Regions from separate parts of the Canis lupus genome. Here region 2 is linked to region 1. A link is a contact called in public Hi-C data. All regions are on one chromosome and are shown on one strand. Each heading gives the region's core, a stretch centred on a gene start, on an enhancer-like site or on the middle of the called end of the contact. The rest is flanking DNA. Distances are from core to core; before and after follow the strand shown.

The links. A called contact is a pair of places that touch in the nucleus more often than the background predicts.
Region 2: a contact with region 1 is called in a Hi-C map of blood, with 3 times the contacts expected there. The contact joins the promoter of GSDMD here to the promoter of RHPN1 in region 1. A contact is called at or near these places in 3 of 9 Hi-C or Micro-C datasets (amygdala and blood).

What each region holds. Positions count from the first base shown.
Region 1 is chr13:37,819,075-37,821,774 of UU_Cfam_GSD_1.0, reverse strand. RHPN1 (rhophilin-1) reads right to left here and starts at 1,268. Exons shown (of 15, transcript XM_038555732.1): 1 at 1,052-1,268.
Region 2 is chr13:37,964,509-37,967,208 of UU_Cfam_GSD_1.0, reverse strand. It overlaps GSDMD (gasdermin-D), which reads right to left and starts at 1,325. Exons shown (of 11, transcript XM_038555742.1): 1 at 1,102-1,325.

The sequences.
Region 1 (2,700 bases), core at 19-2,518:
GAGCGGCGGAGAGGCGCTGAGCTCTGCTGAGCCGCACAGGCTGTGCCCCGGACGGGATGAGGGGCGCCCAGCGCAGGCAGGCGGGCGGGCCCGGCCTGTGCGCCGTGCCTCAGTTTCCCCGGAGGGCAGCCTCCGGAGGGAGGGCGGGGGGTGGGGGGAGGCTGCCACAAGTCTTGCAGCGCACAGACCTGAGAAGCCGCGCCGACCCCGCAGCCCCGCGCCCGCCGGCGGCAGGTGGCAGCCAAGGTGGGCTGGGGTCCCCGACCCCCACTCCGGCCCCCGGCCCCGCGGACGCGCCCACCTTTCGAACGCTGCCTGCTGCCTGCAGCCTCGTGCTGTCCTCGCCGGCGCCCGGGCCGCCCGGCCTCTCCTCGGGGATCATCGCCGCCCACCGCCCGGGCCGCGCCCGCCTGGAGGCCGAGGCTCGCGCAGGTCCCTCCCGGGGCCGCGCGGAGTCCCCAAGCGTCCTCCCCTCCCGGGTGGCTGGCGCGGGCCGGCGGGGGGGGGCGTGGCCCCGAGCCGAGCGTGCGAACTTGCCTTTGCCCAATCGGCGGCCGCGACGACGCCAACGAGCAGCGGCCTCAGCCAATCAGAGCGCGAGGGAGGCGGGCCCGCTCGGCCTGTCCCCGCCCGCGCGGGCGCGGAGTCCCGGGAGAATGCGGTCGCCCCTGACAACCGCCCTGCCCGTCGCCCCGCGGGGCGTGGACTGCGCATGCGCCGCAGCGTCCTCTCAGCGTGCGGAAAAGTTAGAGTAAGAGGAAAAAAGACAACTCCTAAACTCAGCCGGCCCGCCCTGCCCGGCGCCCCTGCCCGGCGCCTCTGCTCGGCCTCCGGAGCCGCTCCACCGGCTTGCACTGTGCTTTCTCGAGAATGCACGAGCTTGCACGCGCGGTTTGGTCCCGCCCCAGGGAAATATAACGGCGGTGTTAGAGCTGGTGCGGATCCTTCCTCTCCGCTCGCTCGCAGACGCCGGCTCGGTCCGCTGTCACGGCGGCAGAACCCGCTTCCAGAACCTTCCTTCGAACCCCTCCCTGGAACCCGACCCGGCAACCTGCTTGTAGAATTGTCTTCCGCAAACACCTTCTAGAACCAACTTGGCCTCCAGGACCAGCCCGGCCTGCAGAACTGGCCTGCTTCCAGGATCAGACTATGTCCAGAGCCTGCGCTCCCTGCAGGGTTGTCCCAGCAATGTCACTCCATAACTTCCCTGAGGCCCTGGTGGCCCCGGAACACACGCAGATTGTCTGTGAGGCTCGCCCCACCTAACGGCACGCCTTTTGTAGGGCAGAAACACCAGGGCACAAGCAGTAAGCAGTGGTCATAAGGCCCTCTGACGGGGCAGGCTTTCCAACCTACCCATCGGCTGGGTCCTGCAGGGCTGCGCCCCCGGGCTCCTCTCCCGCCCCCGCACGCGGGCTCGCAGGCTAAGCCCTGCACACTAAGCTGCTTGGCCGGCCCTGGCCATCTGACACAACAATAGCAACAAAATAAGACAGTGACGACTAGGAGGAAAATAAAAAGTAATCACAAAATACTACCTGAGTCAGCTGTGCATTCCTTTCCATTGCCTTAATAATGTAATCAGACATCCTCCTGGCATCTTGACCCCAGGGCAATTAGAACTTGAGTCTATTAGGAGGAGGGGAGAGGTGAAGGGGGAGGAAGACAGGGCACGGTGGAGGGGAGAGATGCTGACACTTCATCCTCCTGAGCCTAAGTCAATGAGAAGCCACAATTAAGAAACAGCGCTGCAGAAGCATGTTGTTCAGAATTGTGGGACTCAGTCCCAACTCACCAACTCCAGGAGTCACAGGGGTTGTACCTGGGGAGGGGCAGCGGGGCGCAGGGGGATGCTGCTGTTTCGCTAAGCAGTTCTTGCAGAACTATGTGGTTGGTGAAACTGTGCTCCTCCAACAATAAAGCAACTCCAAAGCTTGTTTTTAGAAAGTAAATGTTTAGAAGATGGCAATAAAAAACATCCAATGGAAAACATAACCATTCTAAGTGAGGAGATCTTTTGTTTTTTTTAATAGTTTATCTACTTATTTATTCATGAGCAACATGGAGAGAGAGGCAGAGACACAGACAAAGGGAGAAGCAGCCTCCCCAGGGGGAACATGATGTGGGACTTGATCCCAGAACCCCGGGATCACGACCTGAGCAGAAGGCAGATGCTCAACCACTGAGCCACCCAGGTGCCCCAAGGAGATATTTCTAAAAAAGGTTTGAATTGAAAGAAAGTTACAACACAACTGCATGTTACCTAAAATGTGACTAGACGGTAAATGACATTATATAAAATGTATGGAATAGACCAAAGGAAATTCTGCAAACCTAGGTAACTTTACTGCCTATACACAGGTGTGTGTGTATATACATAAATGTGTATATGTGTGTATATATGACATCAATTCACCAAATCAAAAGAAAATACAAAGAGGAAATTACTAAAGATTAAAAGTTGACATCAGTCATATAGCAAAAAAGCTGAGCATTTGGGAAAAAACAAAGATGACAAATCCTTGGGGGCCCGTCAGTGAAAAAAGAGACGGACAGATCAAGGAGGATTGGCCTCTGACCACATGGGATTGGGACACAGTTGTGTCTACGGGGAGTGAGATGTTTATGATTTGTCCCCAGACCACCATTCAGAGTGTGTGGCAGAGGCACGGGGTGAGACCCAGGGTACTCACTCCCAGG
Region 2 (2,700 bases), core at 76-2,575, 150 kb before region 1:
CCCCCGGACCAGGTAGAGGGAACGTACTGGGCACAGGGAGCAGCTCACTGTGACTGTCACCCCCGGCTCCAGGCCCGCGACGGGAAGCAAGTCCGCCCCAAGACCAGGGCGGCGCTGCTCTGCTGAGGAGCCTCCAAGCAAGCGTAGCCAGCGCCCGGACCGAAAGTGAAACTTTGGCCTCTTGACGCCAGCAACCACTCCCGGAAACACCCCAGCCCGCAACGGGGGGGGGGGGGGGGGGCGCCTCCTCCCGCCCAGCCACCCAGCCCCAGGGCCTCGCCTCCAGCTGCAGCCCTTCTGAGGTTTCCTTCCTACGCTCGCTCGGGTCCGTCGACGTTTCTGCAAAGAAAACGTTCAGAGGGTCAGCGAGAGCGGCCTGGGCGCCGGTGGGGGTGGGGGGACAGCCCGTAGGTACCCCGTTTCTTTTGAGGAGACGAAAGGCTCTGAGGTCGGCCGTGGCGCTGCTGTCACGACTCCAGACGCACTGAAGCGAGTCGTATGCCGTGTGGACCGCTCGTCCATACAGCTGTTGCTGAGAAAACCTGCAGTCAGGAGTTTTTTTTTTTTTTCTTTAAGATTTTATTTATTTATTTATGTGTGTGTGAGAGAGAGAGAGAGAGAGAGAGAGAGGCAGAGACCGAGGCAGAGGGAGAAGCAGCCTCCTTGTGGGGAGCCCGAGGTGGGACTCTATCCGGGACCCCAGGATCACGCCCCCGGCTGACTGCGTTGCTAAACCGCTGAGCCACCCGGGCCGCCCTGGAGTCAGGTTTTCAACATCCAGGCTGTCGTCCCACTGGTGCTGGGCAGCGACAGTCACGGCCAGGGCAGGACAGCCAGCGGGAGCCCCGCGGGCTCCCCCTCCCGCGCTCCCAGCCCTGACACCCTGGAGGCCGCACGGGGCGAGGCTCGGCCGGCTGCCCCTCGGGGGCGGTGGGTGCTTGTGGTGGCCGCAGCTGCAGGCCCGCCCCTGGAGGCCACTGCTGCCAGGAGCAGGAGGCTCCAAGAGCCTGAGCGGGGAGCCCGTGTGTGCTCACGCGTTTGCTGTGTGCGCTATTTGCGCTTGCACACATGTGTGCCTGTACACATGTGTCGTGTGCATACCTGTGTGGAGGCCGCGAGGCCAAGGCCGGGCCGCGGCTGCTGATGCTGGGAGGCTGTCCCGCCTGGGGCCTGTCTCCTCAGGCACAGTCTGCTGCTTCCCCTGCTCCCGCGCGGCCGCCCCCGGGGCCCTGGGTCCGAGGTGGAGGAGCTGGCGGGCATCCGTGGGCAGGCTGCTGTGCAGGGCCCTGCCACAGCCCTGACGGGGGGGGGGGGGGGGGGGGTGGGGGCCGGGGCAAGGCTGCCGCAATTCCTCTTTCGGTTTCAGTTTCTGCCAATAACCAAAATACGAGGCACTGGCCAAGCCCAGCCCGCTGCGTGTCTATCTCCCAGGCTCCTGGCTTCCTGCGAGGACAGAGGTCAGCCCTGGCACGGCCTGTGGGGACAAGAGGTGGGAGGGGCTGCCTCTGTGCCCTGTCCCCTCCCTGGCTCCCATTCAAGAGGGGAAGTGTGGCCAGCTGGACACTTTGAGGGCCAGGAACTCCAGGGCGACACTATGTCCTCCTCAAGCCCACCCTATGTCACATGATCACAGGTGAGGCTGCCCTGGCCAAGGCCCTGGGGGTCTACGGGGATGGCAGGTTGTGACCCCAGACGGGGAGGCCGCGGGCACCTCGGGCTGTGTGCGGGGCCTGGGGGTAACCCAGAGCACTAGGTGGAGGGCACCGCCCCAGGTACCCCGGCCCGAGCGTTGGGAGCACACAGGGCAGGCCCCAGCACCCCCAGCACAAGCAGCCCAGGGCCGGCTACAGCCGGTGGCGACCGTTACAGGGGCATTCCTGGAAGTCCGCGCCCACGCCCTCCGCAGCCTCCCCACCAGCCCCCATCACTGCTTCTGCCCTGTGCTCACGTCTCTGTCGCGCCCCCTGGGCTACTGGGGTCCCTCGCTCCAAAAATCAGTCAGGATTAGAGACTTCCCTGTGGCGGCGGCCCAGGGCCAAGAGAGTGCTGAGTGCAGACGAAGTCCCAGAAGTCTTCTGAGAATTAAGTCCCCCCTCACCCTGGCATCCCTCCCGCTCCATCCCCACGGCCACCCAGGGGGTCAGTAGCTATGGGCCTTGGGGCACAACTGCAATGACCTGGCCAGCAGTCGCTCAGTCAATGTTGTGCGGATCTCAGGGCGGCGGGGTCAGCTGCAGAGCAGGGCGGGCTGGTCTCAGGGGCGGCTCAGGGGCACCCAGGGGTCTGGGGGCAAGGGCAGCAGGAAGGCCCCTGCACTGGGCCCTGCAGTGATCTGTCTGGTTTGCTGGGCTTTCTGCCTGCTGCAGTGGGGGCCGCAGGACCCTATCCCGCCCCAATGGGACCTCTGCAGGAGAAAGCAGCCCCCTTGCTCACGCTCCTGGTTTTCTGGGCCTTACTTCACTGCCCCAGCTGGGAGGAGCGCTCACTGCCTGAATCCAGGTATCGCTGGGGCAGGAGGGGAGTGGTTACTGGCGGGCCCCACTTGAGGTTTGCTTAGGTCCAGGCATGTGGGTTGTCCCTGAGCATATTGTGGAAACGCCGTGCTTTAGGGCACAGTAGACCCCAACACCTTTCTTCCAGACTGGACCTGGCTAAGAGTCTGAGGGTCATGCTTTTTAGCGAGGGTTAGGTGTGGGAGGT